2 separate regions of the Capsicum annuum genome follow, and region 1 is linked to region 2. Evidence: chromatin contacts called from public Hi-C data. All regions are on one chromosome and are shown on one strand. Each heading gives the region's core, a stretch centred on a gene start, on an enhancer-like site or on the middle of the called end of the contact. The rest is flanking DNA. Distances are from core to core; before and after follow the strand shown.

Region 1 (6,323 bases), core at 704-3,203, 150 kb after region 2:
GCACATTCAAAAAGTAAATTAAACAAGAAAAAAGAGGTTAAATTGTATATATGCAAAGAGACTCTTGACTGGCAGCATTTGTAAAATAGCAAGGGAAGGGAAGCACACAACAATCACAAAACCATAATGTAGAAACTTACATCTACATCATTTGTTTAGCCTATAAGTAGGAATAGCCATTAAAGGGTTTTGTCTGGATGTTACTATCCCAAAGTGCTCATCAATGTCCAAATCACTAGGCTGCATACCATTTGGAAGCTCCCACTCAAAGCAATGCACCAATTGTGCCACCACAAGGCGGACGACAGTAATTCCCAACTGCATTCCAGGGCAGCTTCTTCTCCCAGAGCCAAATGGTATAAGTTGGAAGTCGTGTCCACGAAAATCTATACTGCTTTCAAGAAATCTATCTGGCAAGAACTTGTCAGGCTCAGGCCAAACATTTGGATCCCTCTGAACAGCGTAACAGTTTACCAGGATTCGGGATCCCTTTGGTATGTGGAGATCAGAGACAACACAATCTTCCATGGACTCATGATAAAATAGCGGCGCTACAGGATGCATCCTCATGCCCTCTTTTACAACCATGTCTAAGTAGTTTAAATTCTCCAGGTCGGATTCTTCTACCCTTCTTTCAAGTCCTACAACTTCTTGCAACTCCTTTCGTAGCTTCTTCATCACTTCAGGGTGCCTAAGAAGTTCTGTGAGTATCCATTCCACTGATGATGCAGTAGTGTCCATTGCAGCAAAAAGCATGTCCTGTATAGAAAAGGAGGAAACTGGGGAATTAATTAGCACAAACTGTTTCATTCTCAAGGCATGTGATACATATGACAAAGTAGGGGTACAAGTACATACCAAGAGTATAGCTTTTATATTACAACGGTCAAACTGAAATTCTGCTTCTCCGGATTTCATTACGTCCATCATGGTGTCCACAAAGTCCTTGGTTTGCTTCCGGTCATGATCCTCGACATGTTCATCAATAATCTTCTCAAGAAACTCATCAAACACCTTTGAAAGATCCTTGAGCTTGCGAGTGAGACCCTGGAGATCAATAACACCAAGGAGGGGGAAAAAATCTCCAAGATTTGGTGCGGCTGATAAACGCACAACCTCTTGAACAACAGCTTTGAATCCCCTCTTGTCCAAGTCCTCATCCATGTACTTCTTTCCAAACACCATTAAGCAAGTCACGTTTGCATTCAAGGATGTAATCTTTGCACTAAGATCAAGAGCTACATGATCACGAGCTTCCTCTTTTAGAGATTCAATCAGAAGTTCAACTTCCTGCTTTCTCATGGATTGAAACGAATGGATCTTGTGATTGCTCAGAAGGTGCACTGTGCACAATTTCCGCATGTTACGCCAATACACACCATACTTTGCAAATATCATATTTTTTTGGCCATAAGCCAAATATTGAGATGCCTCATGATGAGGCCTACTAGCAAAGATGTGATCATATGTCTTGAGAAACTTCTCAGCTGCATCAGCGGACGAGGCAATGGTCGTAGGTACTAGTCCTAATCGCAAATACATAATAGGACCATGTTTCTTGGCTAGTCTTTGTAAATCTTGGTGTGGATTTTTGCCTAACAAATGAAGATGTCCTAAAATGGGAAGTCCTGTTGGACCTGGAGGAAACCTTTTCCTCTTCTGAATGTTTAACAACTCACACAAGGCATATACAAATAGAGCAACCACTAGAGTTGCCCATATCAAAGACATTGAGTTCAAAGAGAAAAATCCTATCTTAATTTAATCAACTATATATACACTCTTATGACGAAAAAATCTGCCAAGCCCTGTATTTTAAACCATACACTTAGTACTCCTGTCGTATGATTAATTACCAAATGTCAAATTTCTGGGCAAGCACTTAATACTCTTATCGTAGAATTAATTACCAAATGTCAAATTGCTTGGCCTAGAAGTCAAGGCAAGTCTGCTTCCTTCTTTATAATGTCTATAGGACCATACATTTATGCTAATGTCTGGACCTACTAGCTTCATTCATTTATTCAAAGTAATTTTCTGGTCATTATATGGCTGCAATTCCTAAAGCCATTGACAAGAACCATGTGACATTGTACAAGATATTAATGGGTTCGTTACCGGTTAGTGGGTAGAGAGGAGTTATCTATGCATTAAATTTAACATAATTTATATACATATGTTTGGTTGATTTTTTTTTTTCTTTTTTCCCACATTGCTGATACAATGTCTGGTTCACATTTTTACTATTACATGTATGCCATCTACAGGAATCTACGCATTATTGTAGGCAGAGTAAAGGCCAAACACATCGGCAAATCCCTAAACTTGATACAAACTTTCACTTTGTCACCTAAAGTGGATATTGTTCATTTTAAACACCTAAACCAACCTTCAACTGTATCAATTTAAATTAGTTTTCAAGTGTGAACTGGTTTTTGACAAATTTTTATAACTAATTTATATTGGAAAGGGACTTCCAAATAAAGAAAAGGTTTGCGTGGCTTTTCGGATGGTGGAAATGGTTTGTATTATTGATTTTTATGGAAAGAGACAAGTGTAGACGATAAATTTTTTTAAGTCAAGAAAATAATAATCGAGACAGAAAAATTGCAGAAAAAAAAGTAATATTTTATTTCAAATGTAGTAAGTGTTACAATCTCTATGATAATCCTCTGATTCTACAAAGTAATATGAACTTGGACTTGAACTTGATTTGAATGCAAGGGCTTGAGTAGCTTGATCTTGAATCTTCGTCTTTGGACTTGAATTTGAATGTTAATTCGTCATAAACACTTGGATGGTTGCCACGATTGATGAATATGAACAAGTAACTTGATCTTGAACAAAATTTCCTTCTCTCTTGATCTTGAACTTGATCTTGAGCTTGATTATTTTAAATTTATAACTTGCAGAGAAATTATAGTTTTTGATCCACGAGCTCTCTTCTTGCTTTTTGTTTCTCAAAAATCCTCTTTTTGTGAGTTAGGAGGACTCCTATTTATAGTTGGAGGGGCAAGGTAATTGTGTGAATTGATTGGTTGGTTTAAAATTTACCAATCACATTTTTTGATGAAAAGCTCTAATTTGATTGGCTAAAACATGTCACGTGCACACGTGACAGAATTTTAGTGGCTCATTTCATTTAACTTGGATTGCCACATAATATCGACGTATGCCATATTTTTAGTGGCTCATTTCATTTATCTTGGATTGCCATATAATATTGACATATGTCATGCTGTGAGTGGCTCATTTCATTTAACATTATGGATTGTCACATAATAATGAAATATGTCATGTTTTTAGCGGCTCATTTCATTTATCTTGAATTGCCACATAATATTGACATATGTCATACCGTCAGTGGCTTATTTCATTTAACATGGATTGCCACATCATATTAAATTAACCCTATGTATTTGAGATTAGATGATTAATCCAATCATATTAGTCATATTATTTGGACTATTTTCTTGAATTTAATATAGTCCAAATAAATATATGAATTTAAATAAAATTTCAATACTTACAAATGCCCCTATTTCAGGACTTGTTAAATTTTTTTTTTTTTTAAAATAAAAAAAAAATCGATGAACTAGACTTGAAGTACAATTAAGACAACAATTTTTTTTTTTTGGTTATCTTGTACATAATAAATACTTGTTTCTTTGGTTTCAAGTAGTCATAATATTCCACAAGAATATTTTTTTGAACTATGTATGCGATCAAAGTATATAATATAAAATAATACGGAGGGAGTAAATAAATATTCATGTTGAAAACTTTCACGAGCAAAAATTTCCCTAGTAATGAATATAATAGTTTACTGTTTGTAAAATGGGATCCACATTTTTGGGTCATTATCTTTTAAGCTCTTGATAAGCTTTAAAAGATTTTTTGATTGAAAAGAAAATATTGTTGTCCTTATCTCAAAAATATTTGACTTATCATTATTATATTTGTGTTGGATTAAGATATTATTATTTATTGAAACTCTTTTTTTTTTAAACTATAAATAACAGCTAGCCTCTTTGAAACTGCTCAACAATTACACGGAGAAACTTCTGATAATCAGTCAGCAAGGACGTTATCGATCTTTGCCGAAAAAGAGTAATATACATCCTCCCTTTTTAACAAGTCTTCCTCCTTTTTTTTTTTAATTGAAAACGTTTGAGCCCCCCACTTTTTTTGTTTGTATGTGTGTCGTCCAAAAAAAAAAAAAACATGGCCTAGCCACTATTGTTGACTTTCAATAATTTTTTTTAATGATTTCTTTTTCCACTTTTAAAGGAAAAGAACCCAAAAACAATATTGCTTCTGTAGCCTTTTCATTTTTCAATTTTTTTTTTTTTTTTACTTTTCAATAATATTTTTTTTAAAAGAAAAGCAATTAAAAAAAATACTACTTTAGTTACTTCGGTAGCTTTTTTTTTTTTTTTGGCTTTAACACCATAATTTTGATGCTTTTTTTAAAAAATATAGAATATTTGAGCATAGGACGGCATAAGTGTCACCTTATTTGAGCCAAAGACTGTACACCATCGAAGGCAAAGAGACCTTACATAGTATGCAACTAAGACTTTTACACCGTCTGAGAGCGTCGTAAGTGTTAACTTATTTGAGCCAAAGACTGTTCACCGTCTATGACAAAAACTTTACATAGTCTGCAACTAAGACTTTTATACCGTCTGAGCCAAAGACTTTATGTTGTCCGATGCAAAGATTTTACATATTTCGAGCCAAAATATTTTCTTATTCGAGCCAAAGACTTCACAGTGTCTAAGACAGAGACTTTACATGGTCCGCGACTAAGACTCTTACACCAAAGACCTTACATTATTTAAGGCAACCATTTTACACTATCTGGACTGAAAGCATCACATTGTTCAATAACTTTATATGATCAATATTTAACTGAAGTTGATCATATTTGAATTTAAAGTTCATAATTATTGAACTATCGAGTAATTGCTAATTAAATACTCTTTTTTTTTTTTTTTATTGTAGTTTGAATCATGATTTACTTTATAGATTCAAAATCTTCTTCATTCGAGACGCGATATCTTATAATATTCGATCACAAGGATAGTGAGGTGAAGACAAAGTTATTCTTTGGTATGCCATTGGCCGGATAATATGTTGCTCCGTGACCGCTTTTGGAAAATCTATCTGGTTTAGACCAATGGACTCTTGAATTCCACAGTCGTCCACCCAAGACATGGATGCTTTGCTTTTTCAATCATCATACCAAGAATATTGCTAGTACGTTGTCATGCTTGGGAAGACGAATTATAAATGGAGAAAATAGGCGGGGTGAAACTTTTCAGCTTAGTGGCGAGTTCCACTACATTCCTGGCTATTGGGAATGGACTGAAGATGTTCTTAATAGGAGCTACCAAACTTTAAAGGATGCAAAGATTTACTATGCTGTAGATGGTTCACTTTTTACTTATGACCATAATACAAATATCTTACAGGCCTTCTGTGAAGCTTGGTGTCCTATTACAAATATGTTGCTTACCTTAGTTGGAGAAATATCCATGTCCCTTTGGGATTTACACACCATTGGAGGTTTTCCAATAACAGGAAGTCTTTATGAGGAAGTTGTGCCAGATGTTACAGAACTTACAGGCATTTATAATAAGGGGAAAAGGTTTCTTCCTGAAACTTGTGCACATTTACTTGATGCCTTCCATCAGCTATGTGAAGGGAATGTTGATAATCCAAGTGTTCCTATGAGCAAATGGATACAATTTTGGTGTAAGAAAGCTTTTAAATATAGGCCACCTCCGCCAAGAAAAGAAAAGAAATCCATTCGTTTGAAATTATCTCATAATCCAACTAGAAAGCTCGATAAGGCAGTTAATTGGTTATCCGAAGAAGAAGGCTTATTTCATAAGCTAGGAGTTTAGAGTCACAAGAAGGATGATACATACTTAGCTTTCTTTTTATCCTGTTGGTTGTGTGCATTTGTGTTTCCTACGATAGAAGGAAATGTTATTCGTCCAGGAGTTTTTAGAGTTGCTTGTCACTTAGCAAGTGGAAGAAGAGTTGGCCTTGCGGTTCCGGTCTTAGCTAGCATCTATAGAGGGATAAATGCAATATCAGAATGTTCATGGGTTGATCTTGTTCGGGCATGCTTCCCAGTTCATTACGTATACGGTTGGTTGGCCTGCTACTTCAATAATCATTTTCCTTTGAAAGATGGACCAAGCGACTTCTTCATGACCGGGTATTTTGGCAAAGGTGCTTCTAGTTACTACAGTAAGGAAGAAGAGATAAAATATATACATAGAGGAGGAACGATTAATTGGGATGGCACA
Region 2 (6,609 bases), core at 3,310-5,809:
GTCACGAAAACCTTTGTGTCATGCTGCCATGCACCGACGTTGGCCTCAGCACGTCGTTGGGCTCTTGAGCCGCACTCGACATTACGGAAAATCTCTAATTGCAACATCGTTATTTTGCACGGAGGGCCACTTAATAGCATACTTAATCGTTTGGGATGGAACACGCACACGACACTTGAAAAACAAAGGGCGAACTCGGGTGAGGCTATGCCGCGGCATGCTCGACGGAGTGTCAAACTTTCAACACTTGGTGGGATTTTTCAAGGGTGGATGCACAAACCTCCTTTGGAGAGAGGTAGATTGGATTGGAGAGGGAATCACACTACACGTTGCCTTATTCAACTGCCTATAGTCAATGCACCTCCGAAGGGAACCATCCTTCTTGCGCACGAACAACATCGGTGCACACTAGGACGAATAAAACCCTTATCCAAGAGACCCTTAAGTTGCTCCTTAAGTTCCTGCAACTCGGCCGAAGCCATTTTATACGGGGGAATGGAAATTGGATGAGTGTCCAGAATCAAATCAATACCAAAATCTATTTCCCTATCCGGAGGAACACCAGGAAGATCATCCAGAAAGACATCAGGAAACTCATTAACCACCGAAACTGACTGTAAGGAAGGACGTTCCGCGTTAGAATCTTTAACCCGGACCAAGTGATAAAGACACCCCTCAGAGATTAATCTTCGAGCTCTAAGATATGAAATAAACCTCCCCCAGGAGCTAGAGAATCACTCTCCCATTCTATAACTGGCTCACCAGGAAACATAAAGATAACCTTACGGGTCCAGCAGTCTAAGGACGCGTAACAAGAGTGTAACCAATCCATACCTAGAATTATATCAAAATCCACCATGCCCAATTCAAACAGATCTACCAAGGTTTGCTTGCCACCAACAGATTTGCTTGCCACCAACAGATGCCACCCCCCCTATAGACTCTCTTAGCAACAACCGAGTCTCCTGCCGGGGTAGAAACAAAAAAAGGATGTGAAATCACTTCAGGATCAAAACCAAAAGATACAGCCACATAAAGAGTCACATAAGAGAAAGTGGACCCTGGATCAAGCAAACAATATACGTCACGAGAAAAGAGCTGTAACATACCAGTAACGACATCAATTGATGCCTCGGATTCCTGTCGGGACGCCAAAGCATGCAACCTATTCCGGCCAACACTAGAACCAGGAGCAGAAAGTGAAGCCACAGGAACTTTGTCTGCTCCCCTAGCCACCTTATTAACCGGACAATTTCTGAGCAGATGGCCTGATTGGCCACATTTACAACATTTACTCTCCCTTCGTCACAATAACCTCGGTGAGGAAGACCATAGAACCGACGAGGAAGGCACAAAGAAACTAACTGACCCCTGCTTGCCTGCGATTAAGCACCCTGTGCTCGAAAATTGTCACCACCTTGTTGACACCCGTCACCCGACTACTTCGGGTAAGGAGCACTAGCAGTAGAGAAGGAACCATAACTCCTCCACTTCTTTTTCGGCTATTTGCCACCGTCCCGATCACCCTGCGACTGAGCACCTCCTTAATCAGAAAACCTGCTCTTTTACCCTACCTGTCTCCAAACTCCATCTGTTACCTCTTTTCTTCTTCCACTTGCTGCATATGAATAGTCAACCTAGAAATGTCCATATCTTTAATCAGCAAGGTAGTCTTGCTTTACAAAATTAAATCTCGGGACAACCCAAAACCGAACTTCCTCATTCTTGCCCACATATCCGACACTAACCCCGGAGCATACCTTGACAGTTGATGAAATTTCAAGGCGTACTCCTTTACAGATATTCTCCCCTGCTTGAGATTCACAAACTCTTCCATCTTTGCTTCCCTCAACTCTTGAGGAAAGAAACGATCCAAGAAGGTCTTAGAAAATGTCTCCCACAAAGCTGACTCTTCCACCCCATCTCTATCCCTGTACCACTCCTCATACCACTGGTATGCAACATCTTTGAGCTGATAAGATGTTAAGTTTACCCCCTCCACACTGATAGCCTGCATCACCCGAAATATCTTTTCCATTTCTTCTAATAAGCCCTGTGGATCCTCCTCTACTTTCACACCAGTAAATGTAGGAGAACCATCTTCATAAATTGAACAACCCTTGTGACCTCAGCAGATAAAGCACCAGACGCACCCAGCTCAACTTGAGCAGCAACCATCTGAGTAATAACATGGATAGATTGATGAAATTTCGCGTTCATCATGTTTCCCTGAGGAGGACTAGATGACATCGGAGGAACTCCAGCACAATCAAGAATAGGACCCCTGGAACGAAGATGAACTCCAGATGTATGGCGTACTCCATCAACATCATCCCCACATGGGACGAAAGAATTTCCTTGTGTTCCAGATCTACAAGGCATGATCTAAAAGACGAACAAACAAGAATTAGAGAGGATTCCAGGACTTAGACTTCAAGCTTGAAAATAGATTACCACGAAAGTGAAACATTCCTAAATGCCTTGTAGCCTCTCTTATGAATGTGGTGTGCTACACACCCCTAAAAGAGATTCTACTCAACACGGTTTTGTGGACTCCCAATTGACTATGAATCTAAAGCTCTGATACCAACTTGACACGACCCAAACCATGGCCTTGTCGTAATGGGCATCCCAAGTCCAACCAGGACCGGGGACCACCCCTATCACCCAACCCAAACACCTCACGCATACCTTGATGAGCTGAATTTCAAACATATAACAAGATAGCGTGTAAGGACAGGTAATGACTTTGGGATAAGTCTATTCCTAGACCAACCCGACCAAGTCACCCCATCCACCAAACCAAACCAACCAAATACCAAACCAAATGAGTTCCAAAACACACACACACATATATATAATCCCAAAATAAAATAGAATCGAACGGTGAGAAATTTAGTCCAATGATGTCAGCCCCAATACCAATGCCAATACTAAGGCTGACACCCATACCGATCCCACACATACCAACCCATAGCAGTACCACAACACCTCTAACCAAAAAGAGTAAAAATATCCGATTGGGACATGCCCCCAACCGTAGTCAAAACCAATATCCATATATAAACCAAAGTGTATGAAAATATCTATAACATGAAATGGAGCCTTCCGAAAATATGGAAGCTCACCACTTCAGTCCGAATGCCAATCCCGGAGTCAATCACTATGCAGGAGGAGTAGAACGGCCGGTTCCTGCATCGCGTGGGGATACAACGCCTGAAGACGGGTTAGCGAGTGAATGCTAGCATGAACTCAGAATAAGGATAAAATAATTCCATTTAATAAAACCAAGTAATTCAACCATATGCATTATTCATATTACTTGTGCACATATTAGATCACCTAAGAAAACCATTCTGGGTTTCTAATATTTTTCTACTGTTGATTACCTCTGGATGGAAAGAAACCTTTGTAGATTTCAAGAGAAAAGGGGGGAGAGTACCAGCATTTTGAAGGAAATTATGTTGGAACTATATATATCTGGACAAAAACATGCACCTAGAGAATCACTTTTGAGTACCCTACCAGGATATTCTCAACACTCTGGTTGGATGGTTGTCACACATTGTTTCATAATATATTATACTATGTTGTACAATGTCTGGTCAGATTGTATCATTTTCCGTCATTATAATGTCTCACATCAAGAATTTGAAGAATAAACCTACAAAAAGGTTGGGTGTGGGGTAGACCTATTATAAAAAGGTAAGGTAAACTAGTAAAGGATAAAATAGGATTATTAAATAATAAGTAAAGACAAAATGAGAGGATCAAAAAGCTAACGACGTGATCACACCAAATCAGTTGTTGCAGAAAATGGAAATTTTCGTCATTACCTAGTGATGGATTTAACGGTATGATACCGGTTACACATAATGAAAATTTTCATCATTACCTAACGATGGATTTAACGTACAATACAATATAATTTAAGTAACAATCAAAACAAACATTGTATCTAAGCTTACAACACAATATAATAAAACGGGTAACAACCATACTTGATAGAAATCCTTGAATAGCTAAATTATTATTACAGTTCTATTGCTTGATCTACTCCTTAAATCCAAGACATCTAGTCTCTGTAATTATGCTCATTTGGTTGACGAATTTTTTTCCATTTACCCCCCCTCCACCCACCCAACCTACCCACCCTCCCACCCCAAAAAAATATATGTATCTCCTGTTTTTTTTTTTTACCTGTTGGTGGGAGTGGCAGGAATCTATGGATTTAGTTTTTAAATTTTTTTTCTAAAATTGAAAATTAAAAAAAAAAAAAAAAAACTCCTAAATGTTTTTCTAAAATTGAAAAGTAACCAAAAAAATATAGCCTCTCCTATTTTTTTTTTCTAAAATTGAAAAGTAACAAGAAAGAAAAGAAAAGAAGAGAAGGGCAGTATACTAACCTTAATGGTGCCGTAGACGAAGGGAATCGCTATTCAATTGTACGTTTTTCTTGCTCCAGGGGAATTTGCCCTAACTTTTGTGTTTGATTTCTTTAGTCTTTAGTTTTGTTATATGGGCTTGGTACTGATGGGCCTATACCACATTATGGGTAATGGACTAATTTATACAAAAGAGAAAATTTCATAAATTATGATTTAGAGTGTATATTCAAAACGGGTCTATAGTTATTTCATCAGCCATAAGAGGTGTATTAGGTGGGTAATAGTTGTGCGACCGAAGGAGTTGTATTTAGGGGACGGATATTTGAAAAAGTTGTATCACCATATATTGTATAAACGTGTGCATTGTGTACATGCTGCTCTCCAGTCCTATTTTATATATCGTTATTTTTTTTTGTCCATCCTAAAAAGAGTATCATATTTTCTTATTTGATAATTATTTAAAGACACAATTTTATTTTTATCCTTATTGGTCTCATTTATAAGACCCACTAAATTAAATAAGGTCTCACTTATAAGACCCCACTAAATTAAAAATAATAATAGTATACATTTTTTTTATAAAAGACAATTTAGTAAAAATTATCAATTCTTTTATTATTTCTTAAACTTCATACCCCATCAAATTATGTAGGGGTGTACAAACCGAACCGTTAAGTCAAATCGAACCGATGAATCAAACCAAACCGAGAAAAAAACCGACTTATGATTTGGTTTTGATTGGTTTGGTGTTGACAAAAAAGAAAACGATCATTTTATGTTTGGTTTGGTATTAGCAAAAATAAAATCAAACCGAACCCAAATCGAACCGAACTAATACATATATAATTTTAATTTTTTATACGTAAAAAGATACTACTTATAATCTACTTTCTAATTACTTTTATTATTTTTTTATATTCAGAAAATAGATATATAGTTTTGGACCTTTAATTATAGTATTTTTTCATTAATAAAAAATTAATACAAAGTTCAATATTAATATAAACACCTAAAACTTTTTAATTGCTTCACTTTTTACATTTTACTTTCCAAGTTTTCAGAGATTTCTCATTATTTCCTCATCTTACTTTCATCTTATTTTTCTCATCCGTCAAGTTGTGATTTAGGTTTGTTTTTCTTCTTTCTCTTTTTTTTTTTTAAATGGAATTATGTTATAATTAATTACTTTATAAAGTTAAGTTTTTAATAAATTGTCTCTAATTTTTCGTTCTTTTGTATGCTCACATTTTATGTGAAGGAACTTTCAGACAAGCTATTGTGACTAGTGGCTTAGAAATTGAACTACTTAGGTATCCATATAATATTACTTTGAGAGATAATAGTTTAGACGTCTTAGTAATTTGCCAACTTAATTTTTATTGGAACTACTCTATGACCATTGTTTTTTTTTTTTTTGTTTTTTTTTAATCTTTTTAGTGAAAAGATTTAATTTTTTTCTTCAATCACATTATAATTATAAAAAAGTCGAGAAAACTGAAAAACAGAAAAAATCGAAAAAACCCGACTAAAATCGAAATAAAAAAACCTATTGTATATTGATTTGATTTATAGATTTAGAAAACCGACATTATTGGTTTGGTTATATTTTAATAAAAAGTCAAACCAACTCGATCTATGTACGCCTCTAAAATTATGGCACATAAAATGAGACGGAGAGAGAACAAAACTTGAAATGTAGCTATGTTTCGTAGTTTTTTGAAACTGTAGATATGTATTAGTCTAACTATCTGTCACGACACATTTTTTTCTTATACAAAGTCAGATGACATTTATTAATAAAATAATTCGGTATTTGGTAGTATCAAATACCCAACGAAGTTTCGTACCGACTACCTAAACCAATTATCGTATTTCTGAAATTTTACTCCTGAATAATATATTAAAAATCAAATTACTGAAATTTTCTGTTCGATTTTCGATGATTTATACCTACCCTGTTCACTCGGACCAGTAGTAAAATGCTTGTGATTCTAAGAACCATTTTAGTCGCTCCATTTCAGTTCATGTGACACGTTTTCTTTTTTAATTTGTTTTAGAAAGAATAACAACCTTCTAAATTCGAAAACAATTAACTTTATAACCGCACGTATGTTATGACATGTTCACGGCACATGTTTCAAAAGTCTTGTAGTCACACAAATATTATGACATATTTTATACAATAAGTTTCAAAAATATTAGTTTCTTAAATTCCTGCCGA

The links. A called contact is a pair of places that touch in the nucleus more often than the background predicts.
Region 1: a contact with region 2 is called in a Hi-C map of placenta, with 2.1 times the contacts expected there. The contact joins the promoter of LOC107842948 here to the promoter of LOC107842946 in region 2. A contact is called at or near these places in 4 of 5 Hi-C or Micro-C datasets (bud, leaf and placenta).

What each region holds. Positions count from the first base shown.
Region 1 is chr9:13,866,149-13,872,471 of UCD10Xv1.1, forward strand. LOC107842948 (cytochrome P450 71AU50) reads right to left here and starts at 1,954. Exons shown (of 2, transcript XM_016687025.2): 1 at 859-1,954; 2 at 19-759. The coding sequence starts at 1,731. The coding sequence ends at 148.
Region 2 is chr9:13,712,296-13,718,904 of UCD10Xv1.1, forward strand. It overlaps LOC107842946 (cytochrome c-type biogenesis protein CcmE homolog, mitochondrial), which reads right to left and starts at 4,560. Exons shown (of 4, transcript XR_007044472.1): 1 at 4,407-4,560.